Linked DNA regions of Sus scrofa: region 1 is linked to region 2. A link is a contact called in public HiChIP or PLAC-seq data. All regions are on one chromosome and are shown on one strand. Each heading gives the region's core, a stretch centred on a gene start, on an enhancer-like site or on the middle of the called end of the contact. The rest is flanking DNA. Distances are from core to core; before and after follow the strand shown.

The links. HiChIP or PLAC-seq counts read pairs in DNA pulled down with a chosen protein or histone mark.
Region 1: a contact with region 2 is called in an H3K27ac HiChIP or PLAC-seq map of skeletal muscle, with 6 times the contacts expected there. The contact joins two enhancer-like sites. A contact is called at or near these places in 2 of 47 Hi-C or Micro-C datasets (embryonic fibroblasts and epiblast stem cells) and 1 of 2 datasets of contacts at active chromatin or transcription factors (skeletal muscle).

Annotation. Positions count from the first base shown.
Region 1 is chr10:10,318,395-10,325,029 of Sscrofa11.1, forward strand. No RefSeq gene overlaps it. Among named protein-coding and RNA genes, the nearest start is that of HLX, 58 kb to the left of the region's middle. Within about 2 kb of position 3,642, at least 11 of the 83 cell types and tissues checked have an H3K27ac peak or open chromatin away from gene starts, as enhancers often do. A contact at or near this core is called in skeletal muscle, where this site is marked.
Region 2 is chr10:10,542,254-10,548,707 of Sscrofa11.1, forward strand. The region is part of intron 2 of LOC110255631 (a long non-coding RNA gene); the gene reads left to right. Among named protein-coding and RNA genes, the nearest start is that of HLX, 280 kb to the left of the region's middle. Within about 2 kb of position 3,143, at least 13 of the 83 cell types and tissues checked have an H3K27ac peak or open chromatin away from gene starts, as enhancers often do. A contact at or near this core is called in skeletal muscle, where this site is marked.

The sequences.
Region 1 (6,635 bases), core at 2,392-4,891, 220 kb before region 2:
GACATGAGGGGATAAGAGTGAGAACAAAAGTCACCGTGATGAAGAGTAGAGCAGAAAGATGGGAAGAGACTGTCCATAATGACGTCACTGAATGGCTATCCCAAACTTGGCGCCACCTACCTCTATATTCCTTGTTATGTGAGTTATGAAAAATTGCATTATGTTCCCAGTGATTTGCTACTCTTCTCCCTATGGGAGGTTCGTACCATCCCACCCACTGCCCTGTGAGTTGAGGTGCCCCCCTGGGAAGGAGTAGAATTATTTGCAACATTGATATAAAGCTTAGCTTTTCTTGAATTGCTCAATGAAATGTGAATGGAGGTGACGCCATATTCAAGCAGAAACTTTGTGTCATTGCGTGGGTCCACCATTTTCCTTTTCCCTCTGGCATAAGAATGGCGGGTATGTCATAGGAATGGAGAGGAATGCTTCTTCAGCCGGGATCCCGGAATAGGAAGGCATCTCGCACGGAAGAGGGGCCAACAGCTGACATGTAGTGTGAGCAGTGAATACTGTTGTAAGACACTGAGCTCTTGGGGATATTTGTTATTGCTTCAGAGCTGACTAATACATGAGACAATAGATAGCCTTATTATTTGAATCACTCTTGGATGATCCTTCTATTATTTGTAATGAGATAGGGGCTCTTTATAGCCTTTAGAAAAAAAATTAAAATTATTTGGAATTAGACACCAAGCCGTTAATGATTAAATACCTGCCCCCTTTTCCAATCTCATTTCTGATAAGTTTTTCCCATGTATCCTATATTCTGACCATACTGAATTACTGGTAATTACTATCCTAGAATACTAACCTCTTTCATGTTCCTACAGCTTGGTACCGGTCAGACCTTTTGTCTGAAATAGCGTCTTTCTCTTGTTTGCTTAGGTGGTTCCTATTTATAATTCAAAATTACTCCCACTAGATCCAGAAAGCCTTTTCTACCTCCTCAGATACCTCAGAGCACGCATACTGAAAAGTAGCCACTGCTATCCGACGGGTGCATCCTTCCAGAACTTTATCAGTGTTTTGATGCGCAAAACAGAAAGAATTTAGTTTTAGGAATCATAACTGAGGTAGCGTCTCACCTCCTATTCTGCAAGCAAATATTTGCACAGTCTGCAGTTCACAGAGCCCATGATCAATCCCCAAGTTGCTTCTCCTACACCCTGGGGATGTGCTCTGGGTATGGTTTGCACGGAAGAGCCATAGGGAATAGAGGCTTCGGTAGTGCTGCTATTTTTATAGGAAATTCAATTCTGGTTCTTGGCCCCAAGGGCCTTTCTCTCCCTGTATTGTCTGACTTTTGGAAGCTGTAGAAGGTGCTAACAGATACGCCCCAAGGAAATCAAATTCGGTGACAGAATCACCAGGTGCCAGGCAATGACCTTGAACAGGTCTGCCTGGGGCTGAGGTACACCAGGGCCTCGGAAGCGGATGATCCCGAAAATCCTGCAGCCAGCTGGGTCTTGGCACCTGTTGCCATGGCAACACTGCCTCCCGAGTTGTTGTCATTCCTCTTGGTCTGATATTGAACCCTGAGCCCCAGAACCCTCCCCTCATACCTTGATTTGGGTATTTACGAAGTTCCAGAACAGTCTTACCCTCTTGCCTCTGATGATTTCTCGTAAGATAAAAACAGATGCTCAGAAACAAAGTTTTTTTTTTTTTTCTATTTTATATCATTATATTTTAAGACAAATCTCTTTGGGTATTCAGACACTGCTCTCTACATCTGTTTGCATCATTTCATTTTCTGCCAAAAATTTGTACGCTCACATGATTTTAATGGGCAAAACTAAAGCTACAGTCTCCTCTCACACAAGGCAGGCCAGCAATGTTCATTTTCCACTGCCCCTTCTCCATATCTCTGTCCCACGAACCCCATCTAAGAGTTCTCTTTTATACCCTGGGGGGAAAACTTTATTTTTAAAAGTTTTTAATAGACGACTTGGGCTTAAGGGAAACCAACTTGCCTAAGAGCTCGGGTTTGATTTTCTTCTTGAGTTTGCTTTTTTTACTTTGAAGATTCCCCAGAAACATCTTCAGAAATAGGAATGCCTAAAATTTTATTTAACCCCCTCCCTCTCACTCTCTTTTTCCTTTTTAGGGCCACACCTGTGGCATATGGAAGTTCTCAGGCTAGCCACAGCAATTCCAGATTCTCAACCCACTGAGAGAGGCCAGGGATCGAACCCACATCCTCATGGATACTAGTCAGGTTCATTCCCGCTGAGCCACGACGGGAACTCCAAGGAGCATGTGGAAATTCTGTGGACCAGGGAATGGAGAGTTCTCGAGGCTTCCAGTTGGCTCAGCCACCTTCCTGTAAATGACCTTGGGTGAATCACAACTACTGTTGTGGCCTTTGTTTCTTCATCTGTAACTGAATGTTGGATTTGATCATCTGCAGGCTCCGTTTGAACTTTTACATTTTTTAAAAATCCTCAATGGCTGTCAAATTACTGAATGAATCACCCGGATTTAGAAGCCAAATGTTAACACTGAACACTTGGTGAACTTGGACGTTCTTTCGAAGAAGATTCTTGCTGCACAGAAAACTTACCGCTCCCTCCCAGCTTTAGATCTGAGACACCCAGAAGCTGTCACATTTTCAAGTGCGAATGGTTTGATCCCTAGCCTTGCTCAGTGGGTTAAGGATCCCACGTGGCTGTGGCTGTGGCATTGGTAGCAGACGTAGCTCCGATTCGACCCCTAGCCTGGGAACTTCCGTGGGTCACAGCCCTAAAAAGACCCCGCCAAAAAAAGAGCGAATGACCACACCCCTTCTTTTGTGCTCCCCACTATGCTGTGGAGACAGTACATTCTCATTTCATGGAATTAAAACCTACAGTCTCCTTTTTTTTTTCTCATTCGTGGCTTCCTCACATAAGCACCTGGGGAAAGGGCACAAGTGACTGGTCGAGAGCAAGTGCAAAATCACGTGATTTTCATAGTTCAAGTGAAAATATGAAGGTGGGATTTCCTGAATGAATCCAGGCAGCGATAGATGGGATGGGCGGGTGGCCGGGCTGAGATGGGCCACAAAAAGCCACAGCGAGAGGCAGCCTGGTGCTCCGGCCCTTCCCAGGGCTCTGCTTTTGCCCTGACTCCTGCTTTTGCTAGATTATCTCCCAGCGCCTCACACTGCATCGCAGCACACCGAGCCGTCTGGTCGTTAAGTCAATTCTTCCCTGTGAGTGGGGCCAGCGGATCAATGACTAGTTCTTTTCTCTTGGTGAGGCTGAGGGGCTATTAAAAGTGCTTCTAAGCACTTCGAATAAAGCAGTATGTGCCAGAAACCAGTGGGAAGCTGGCGGGGAGGCAGGCATTCCCAGGGCTAATTTATTGCAAGTCACACCCAGGAAATCCAGTTCATCTAAACAAATCCAGGGCCAGAAGTCAGGGCAGAGGGAGAGAAACTTGGAGCAGCCACAAAATCTTAAGTATTGCCTCGCCGTGTAAAGCAGGACCGGGAGATCCAGCGACTGGTTCAATAATTCTAGAACATAAACCCCTCAGATGACATCTAATCCAGCCATATCTCCCTCAATTATTTCACCCCAGCAGGGTTTACGTTCCCATCAGTACTGGATCACAGAGCTGTCAGCTGGCGTTTTTGAAGGGTGATTTGTTGCTCTGATGATGATACTGAAATCTGTTTATGGTTGTTTATCTAAGGGTCATCTTTCTTCTGAGGCAGTTTTCTTCTCCAGGGATTCGATTTGGGCAGCTCTCCTCAAGTCCCTAAAGGGAACAACTGTCAGGGTTTTATAAAGAGTAAATATTCCGTGCATGTTAATTTTATGACCTATGACTACATCATAGTTGCAGAGCCAACTCTGCTAATACTGACGCTTTATGCAGGGAAGACATTTTCCTGTTTACCCAGTGCATTCGCTTGTTTTATTTCATACGCTAATTGTACGCAGACAGTAATTCTACATTCAATTATCCTACTGCTAAAAACAATATGCTATAGACTGAGCTGTTTCCTATGTGCCAGACATTGTTCTAAGCAATAGTCCCAGGGCGTGGGTGCTCTTATCATCTCCATTTTACAGATGAGGTGATAGAGGCACAGAAAGGTTAAGCAACTCGCCCAAAGACACACAGCTGGCCATCCAGGCTTCTTGCTGAAGGTGGAGGCACGGTGTAGGGCTGTGTTTAGCAGAATCTTTAGGCGAAATCTCCATTAGAGCAGGTGCGAAGGAATATGTTACGTCCAGGGGAGTTTGGCAATAAAATCAGAAGGCTCATTCTTTCATTTAAATTGTGTTTTTTGTATTATTTTGGGTGACGCTTTTTGCTGACTTTGTTGTATTAAAGCGTAGTTGATTTACAATGCTGTGCCCATTTCTGCTGTACAGCAAAATTTGCAGTCTACAATACCTGGGTTTGTTTTATTCCGAACCAACACCCAATTTCTAAATAAAGCTGCAGCTCCAGGATGTACCTTGTTTATTCTGAGGTCCCTGGTTGCTCTGACTTATTACTCACTGGGCCAGGAGTTAGGGCAGAGGGAGAGAAGCCTAAGGCAGTCACAAAATAGTAAGGCTTGCATAGCTGGATAAAGCAGCATGGTGAGGTCTGATGACTGTTTCAATTATTATAGCATGTAAGCTCATTGGATGACATTTAATCCGGCCACTGGGAGTGTGTGTTACCCAGTTAGAGAATTCCAGGTGTCATGGAGAGATCACTGTGAGTGAGTCAGAAGAGAACCAGGGACTGGTTCCAGAGGTGCTGGTGGGTACCTCTGGGACCACAAACAAGCCACACGTGCATCCGAGCTCGGTTTCTCATGTGAGAAATGCAGGCTGCGTTGGAGCAGTGGTTCTTACACCACCTCCAGAAACTCCTCAGGGCCCTTGTTGGAGGGGGGGCGGGGGAGCAGAAGGTGAAGGCCCCTTATTGTCTCTGTTACAGACGTGTTTTGAGTCTTCTAGTAAGATTTATGTGGAGCAGTTGACTCTCACGCATTTCAAATATGTAAACAAAAATGTCTGGGAAAAAAGGCACAACCCAACCAGATTGTTTCTAAGGCCAGCGTAGTCCATGGATCTAGAAAGAATGGCTAAGCTCTCTGTGTTCCTTACGAGTCTCTTTTTCTTGGCCTGATCTATGTCCACTGGGGAAACGTCTTCACCGTGCGAATGGTGATTTAGTCATTGTGCTGTGTCACATTTTAAGCAATGTCCTCTGGCCTTTTCGTAGCATGGCCAAGCCTAGGCAATATGCTTTTCTTCTGGAAGTGGGACTGCGAGTCAGTTGGAGCATGATCCTTATGCCACTGTCTTTTTTTTTTTCCTTTCTTCTGTGTGCATGGCATGCATGCAGAATTTCCTGGGCCTGGAATCAAACTTGCACCACTGCAGTAACCCAAGCCACAGCAGCGGCAACACTGGCTCCTCAACCCATGGAGACCCCAAGAAACTCCTGCCTGTGTCTCTTTTTTTCCACATTTTTTTCTGTCTTTTTAGAACACCACATAGTTACATCTGATATTCGTTCGTTCATTCTGTTCATTCACTTCTTTGTTTGAAATGTCTTCATCCAGTAATAGTCTTTTTGGCCCAAGGACTATAAGGCTGGTAATCACCTGTCCTTCAGTAAGAAATGGCATAGGGAATTCTCAGACAGGTGGCTGACCTAGTGGGGACAGGAAAGCGTCTATTTGAGAATGTCTGGGGGCCTAGGACTACTGTTCTTGCCTGTGACAGTCGTAGAGACCTCTTGAGAGAGAGTAGGGCCTGTGCAAGCTGAATTCCTTCACACAGGCTGTGATCGATGGAAAACAGGGGAAGGAGCTCATGCGTGAAGCTGGTTTCTACCAACAGGTTTTTTGGAGGAGTTTTGCTGTTTTTGTCACTCTCCTGTTCCTGCTAAGTTGGAGAATGCATATGACCTCTTTATTTAGGACAGTCCTGCCTTACCTCTGTCATCTCAATGATTATGAGTTTTTGCTTTTTGGTTTTTTTTTTTTTTTTTTTTTTTTTTTGTCTTTTTGCCATTTCTTGGGCCGCTCCTGCGGCACATGGAGTTTCCCAGGCTAGGGGTCGAATTGGAGCTGTAGCCGCCGGCCTACACCACAGCCACAGCCACTCGGGATCTGAGCCGTGTCTGCAACCTACACCACAGCTCACAGCAACGCTGGATCGTTTACCCACTGAGCAAGGCCAGGGATTGAACTGGCAACCTCATGGTTCCTAGTTGGAGTCGTTAACCACTGCGCCATGACGGGAACTCCTACCGCCTTTTTTTTTTTTTTTTTTTTTTGGTCTTTCGATTATGAGTTTTATTAGGAATTTCTTCCTCTGATCTTTTATGTCTTTTTTTTTTTTTTTTTTTCTGCCTTTTCTAGGGCCGCTTCCTGCAGCACATGGAGGTTCCCAGGCTAGGGGTCCAATCAGAGATGTAGCCGCCGGCCTATGCCAGAGCCACAGCAACATGGGATCCGAGCCCCGTCTGCAACCTACACCAAAGCTCACGGCAACGCTGGATCCTTCGCCCACTGAACAAAGCCAGGGATCGAACCCGCAACCTCATGGTTCCTAGTCGGATTCGTTAACCACTGCGCCATGATGGGAACTCCCCTCTGGTCTTTTAATCAATAACTTCACCCTCCTCAGAGT
Region 2 (6,454 bases), core at 1,893-4,392:
ACCAGATAGGAGCAAGAGCCGAGATCACATGACACTTTGACCCGGAAGGAGGGTTATGGACACGCTGGCCTAATATGGTGACAAGGGACCAGCAAAGGGAGGACGGTATCTGTTTGCAGTTCGCCAGGAAAGGTGACAATTCAGTTATGGAAGATGGGTTTTATGGTTTGCTGCAAAACACCAATTCTGGCTCTTGGGGATGACCAAATTCATTGAGAAGCTGACTCTGAGGATAAAGCTAGATTTAGCTCAAAGTCTCAGGGAATGGTGTTTCAAAGCCAAGCATCATTTCCAAGAATTTGCAACTGTGACTTACCCCAGAGCTCACGGCAAAGCCAGATCCTTCACCCACTGAGCGAGGCCAGGGATTGAGTCCTCATGGATACTTGTTGGGTTCATTACCGCTGAGCCACAACAGCTAGAATCCCTTGAGAGCATGAGGGTCGAGTCCTCATGGGATGAAGCCACTAGACAAGAGCCAGAGAGAGGATGCTGTGGCAGTCACCTCCCCCGCGAGCCGGCAGCCGTCCCTGGGATCCAGGTCCACTCCCCATCCCCACTGCCATCTTTGCCAGTCTTTTCCAAAGGATCAGTGCAATGGAGACATGGCGGGGAGCTGGCAACCTTCAGTGGGCAGCCTGGAGACAGCGCTATGATTCAGTAGACGATTTGCCAACAAGAGGAAAGAATGACAGGGTTGGCCTGAATCTGACAATTCATCAGACTTTTTATTGAACACCTATTATGAGCTAGGTGCTAGCCACTAGCAGACTAATGGGCTCATCAAGTTCACAGATCTTCCCGCAGAGTATTCTGAGCCAAGGGTAGAGAGAATTAAAGGCATTTCCTCATTCTCTATGGTAAGACTGTACTTAACTTGCCAACTTGCCCCATTGGTTCTTCCTCCAGGTGGACCTACAACTGTAGGAGATAAACTGGATCTCCTCCAATCTTGATCAAACAGATCAATAATAAAGTGATTTTGAAGGTTATCATCACTTTTGTCCCCAAGTTATGTCAACCTACTGAGGACTGATTATCTGGGATCCACAGAGCCACCTTTTCTTTCTAGAATGCTGTCTGGCTCATTGCCTGACTCTGGGGTCAGTGCAGTGGTGGGTCTGCTGTTTGTAGAATATCCTTTTTAGAGGATTCTCTAAAGTCAGTAGATTCTAACTTTAGAAAGACAGACCTCATAGGAACCAGGTAGTTTATAATTTTTGTAGAAAACAGTATTTTAAAATTCTACTTTCAAAGCTATCCACCTACCTCCCTTTGACTAACTAAAGCATCTAGGGTTTGAGATAGATTTTAGGAAAAGTCTACATTTTATTTTTCTCATACTCTGATATATGGAGGGAATACTTTTGTCTAATTTGAGCATGAAAAAAAAATAGTGACGTTAATGTGTGTTCTGAAAATTATTAAACTATGTAGAATAAATAAGAGTGAGAAAAAAATAAGACCAACAAAACAGAAATGTTTGAGAAAACTTATGTGGGAAATACGGTCATATTTTTGTAATAAGGAAAAAATATTTATATAGTTAGTCCCTTTGGCCAGTTCTTCTATCATACAATTACCCTCTAATGCATTTAATGCATAAGTTCTGATTTTATAGGTCATATTTTATGACATGGACAGAGTTTTGAGAAGGATTTTTCTACTGAAAGGAATTTATAGTTCATAAAAATATTTAATTTTGAGGAGCCAGCTATTTAAAATCATCTGTACATGTACAAACAATAACAACAACAACCAAAACCCTGACTAAGGGAGGTGGGTAAACGTTGGATCTTTATTTTCAAATATAGGCCCGTTTAAGATGAGCCTGAACAAAGTAGCATTGGGTTGCATTTAGATTGTTGTGACATGTTTGAAAGCTGCAGAGAAAGTGTAAGAAATAAAGAAATGCTTTCTTTTCCCATTTAATTCTTTAAAAGCCTAAAAAAAAAAAAGTTGCTTTTTGACTGTCGGTCATGTTTTCGGCAGCCATGGAAAAGGGAAGCCTTTATGCCATTGTATGTTTAGTTCTTCACCAAGGGCGACTGCAGGAATGAGGAGAACATTAATCCTCATTTGCCCTCGAACGCGTCCGGGGTCCTGTGGTGCCAACGACATCAGTGCACCCCAACAACAATGACTTAGCCGAGGTTTCCCAAACACCTGGACTTTCGGCACCCAGAACCAAAGCATCTGGACCTCTGTTGGCCTTCACGGCTTGTCTTCCAAGTTTGACGTTGTGTCAGAATAAGAAGAGCTGCAGAGTACTTCCCCCGGGTGGCCCAGCCAGGCCAGCTATTTCACCTGCACTCGCTTGTTTACCCCTCAACGAGTGAATGAGTCCTGGGTGACCGGTACTTTCACTTGACAGACGAGGGTTCTGAGGCTCGGAGAGGGAGGGGCAGGTGGGGGGGGCACCCCTTTTTTGGTCTGATTATAAAGCGGAGGCTGAGAATATACCCCGTATTTGCTAAAACAACCACACGGGGTCAGAGCAACAGATGGTATATGTCCACGGTATGGCTACACCATGGAAAGAAAGGGGAACTGCGTAGTAGCTAATTTAAAACCCTACTCAGAAATGTCACCATCTTCAGGCAGTTTGCTCATCTGGGGGGAAACGGTCCTTTTCTTGAATTACCCTGGCAACACAGACACATTCACCCAATAACTGTCTACTCCACGTTTCACACTTTGGGCAGTAGCACCACAACTAAAATGACTTGCATCTGTTTTGTCAGGTTAAAGGATTAAGAAAACGGGAGGTGGGGGGAAGCACACAAAAGCTAAATGAATAAAGTTGAGACTGGATGCCCAGGTGCAAGATGACTATTCCAGTTCTTATTCGTACTTAAAGTAATTGTGAGCAAGTTATTTCATCTCTTAAGCCTCAGTTTTCTCATTTTTCAAACACGAATGAGTAACAAAACCTACTCAACGTACTTTCCTGAAGGATGGGATAAAATAATGCACGTAGAGTGCTTTAATGCAGTGCCTGGCTCAGAACAGGGTCTCAAAATGTTAGTTACTATTATTATCATAAATATTTGTTAGAACTTAAGCTGGTACGTGATGGAACTGGAATTCAGAACTACACCTGACGCTTAGCCCTGCCAGTAGGAGGCCACTGGCGGGTAGAGAAACCTCAGGCAGCTTTCGCCCTCTCTCCTTGTTTGTGTATCTTCCCGTTCACGGAAGAAGGCGAGCTCCGCTCCCTCTGCCGCGCCTGCCCCCTGCTGGCAGGGATGGGAACGACGCGGTGGGGGAGCTAGAAGTCCATTTACCTTCCTGCCTGCTGCTCCCTTTCACCTCTGCCAGGTATTCAGATTTCTTTCAATATTAAATCTGAATAACCCTAGCCTCCTATAAAAGGATGTGAGAGCATGAATATAATCATTGCCTCTTTAGTGCTGTAAAATTTTATGGTTATGTAGAAATTCAATGTTAAAAAAAAGCACACAAAACTATGATGAAATTTCTCTGGATAAATAATTAGTTATGCCCAGAGACACAGTGTGGGGGCAGTGTATTTTTTGACCTTTCAACACAGACAGATGGTTTACACATCTTCAGCAGTTAGAGCTTTCCGAGGAGCATTATATAATCTCAGTGCAGTTACCAAATGAAATAAGAAATTCCTCGTTTGGCAGATGGAGCTTGCATATCGAGTTCATAAACTTTAATACTTCTCCCAAGTCCAAAATCAGAGACAACCTGCACCAAGTCAGTTTCCCATTTGCACTTAATTAGGGAGTGTGTTTTGGAGGTCAGTGAAAATCAGTGGAGTACATTTTCATAATAACTTTCCTCACAATAAAATTATTTGGGAGGCAGCTCTCCAACTTCTTCTGGAATGAGGGCAAGAAAAACGGGGACACAGAGTGAAGTTATTGGAAACCTTATCTGGAACTGCCCAAAAAGTTGTCTGGGATCCAAAGAACACACAGTACCTTCTGGATCAGGGGAAAGGAGCCAAGCACTTTTATATTCCCAACAATTTTCATAACTGTGCAGTTTCACACAACTTTACGGATTCCAAACACTAGAGAACGAAAACCCTCTCGGGGTTGTCATCACGTTGCACTTAGTGGAGTCGAGGTAGCCAGTCTCCTGCTTATGGAGAAAGAGAATGTGTGGGCTAGAGGGATGGTAGGGAGTTAGGGCAGGTGACCAGACTGTACCTTAATGATCTTATGCAATTAAGTTTCCTAAAGATAACACAGTGAGCCCCGGACAAATTATATATCACTTTCTGGATGTGTGCTATCTTTGTAGCCATAGGAAAGTGTATTATGCTTGTGTTAGCCTTGTCCTAAAATATTCTAGAGAATCAGAAGATGAATTTTAAGTGACACTCTCCAGTAGGAAATCAAAGCAGAGAGAGTAAATGTCCTTAATGGATTAGGAAATCAAATTCTGATAGGTAAGGTCTTCAAATTGTTTCTTTTCCCATAAATTCCATTTGCTTTTTTTTTTTTTTACAATCCCCACGAATCCAGGAAGACACAGTCAAGATCCACAGTTACCGAATTGTGGTTGATAAGCTTTTATCATAATAAAATAATGATAAAAGAGCCTTTGGCTGTAATACAGTGAAAACACCTTCAACCTCACAGAGAGAATGCATTTAATTAAGCTTTTTGTCCTTTGCATAAACACACCTGTGTGCACACCTGAAGTAGGGTTGGTTACATTTATACTGTGTATTCTGTGATAAATTGTTCTGAGATGAAGTCTTGAGGCTTCTAAACCCAGCTTCCCTCAAAGGCAGTTCATATGTCAAGTTGTTGCATTCACCAAATGACTGAAGTGTAACCATAACCAACGTAGCATGACCAATGCATCAGAATGAAGGCGCTATTTCTCTTTCGTCTCTTAATTTGATAGTGATGATAACAGGGAATTTGTCATACTTCATTTCCAGTAGTGGGCAGATCATTCAGATTATGGCCTTTACAAATTACCTGTTTATAAATCACCCTCAGTTCAGTTCAGCTGGCAATTTTTTTTCTGTTCATGGAAGTTACCCGGTTGTGTGTATATGTGTATATTCATTCTATAAAGCCTTGATGCTTCAGGCTGCTGTTGTGCATCATGGGCTGTATGCTCAGCAGCCTCTAAGATAACCCTGGATGATTCCCGGTATTGAAGACTTCAGGCAGCTCTCTCCCTCTCAGCATGGGCTGAATTTACTGACTCACTGCTAGTGAATAGGAGATGCCCAAAGCAATGGACAAGCCGACCCAGGTTAGGCTGCGAAAGACTGGCTTCCACCTTGGATGCTCAGCTCTTGAGCTCTTTCTTGTAACCCACACACAGGGGAAGTATACGCCCATACTGTGTATGGCACCCTGGAGAAACCCGTATGGCAGAGAACTCATGAATCTGGCCAGCAGCCCCATGCGTGAGATTAGAAGTAGCTCCACCCACCCCAGCTGATGTCCTCATGGCACCTTTGTGAGAAACCCAGCACCAGAATGCACCCAGCTCAGCCACACCCAGATTCCTGACCAAAGAAATTGTGAGATATTATCCAAACTACTGACTTTGGGGGTTATTTGTTACACAGCAATTGATTACTAATGCATATTTCTATCTCTATTGATGGCTAAATATCACAGAGTATATTATTCTTAAACAGGGTCAGTGTTCCAGTACTGCCTGTAATGATCTATAGTCTTTTGTGGGCATGTAAGCCAGGCCTCTGTCCCATAGAAGACACATTCCTGTTGTGGCTCAGCAGGTTAAGAACGTGACGTTGTCTCTTTGAGGATGTGGGTTTGATCCCCGGCCTCACGCAGTGGGTGAGGGATCCAGTGTAGCCATGAGCTGCCTCGGTCACAGATGCAGCTCTGATTCAATCCCTAGCCCAGATACTTCCATATGCCATGGGTGCAACCTTGCAAAAAGAAAAGAAAAGAAAAGCTAGAGGTTTTTGGTTCTAGAGCTACTGCGCGTGTTATGCATGTATAGTGACAATGCCCGATTTTACGTGAGAGTTGGGTCATCCTCAGAATCGTAGAGAAGAGGAAAGTGACTGAACAATAAATGGAAGGAAAACTATTATTGAAGTGTTTTTAAAATGGATTTCTGATGACTTTTCCAGAATGATATTTTTCTGAGCATTTACAAAATTCCTTTTTGATAAAGTCAGGTCAGATTGTCTTTCTTCGATCCCTTAAACTATATATAGACTCAGTGAGAAGGGAAACGAGGCCTTTGATTCTGTCCATTCATTCTTGTACAAGACACAAGTGCGTCAAAGTGCCAGGAGCTTAGCCTGAAATAGTTTATTGTGAAATAGAATAACTCAGGGTGTTCTGTCCGAAGCAGATTTTTTTTTTCTTTAGAAAATTTAACAATAAATGTCTCAGGGTCAGAAGGATGCGGCTGATCAGTGCCCAGACCACTGAGATTGTAGCCGTCGCATTAAAGCTGTATTGTTTGTCCT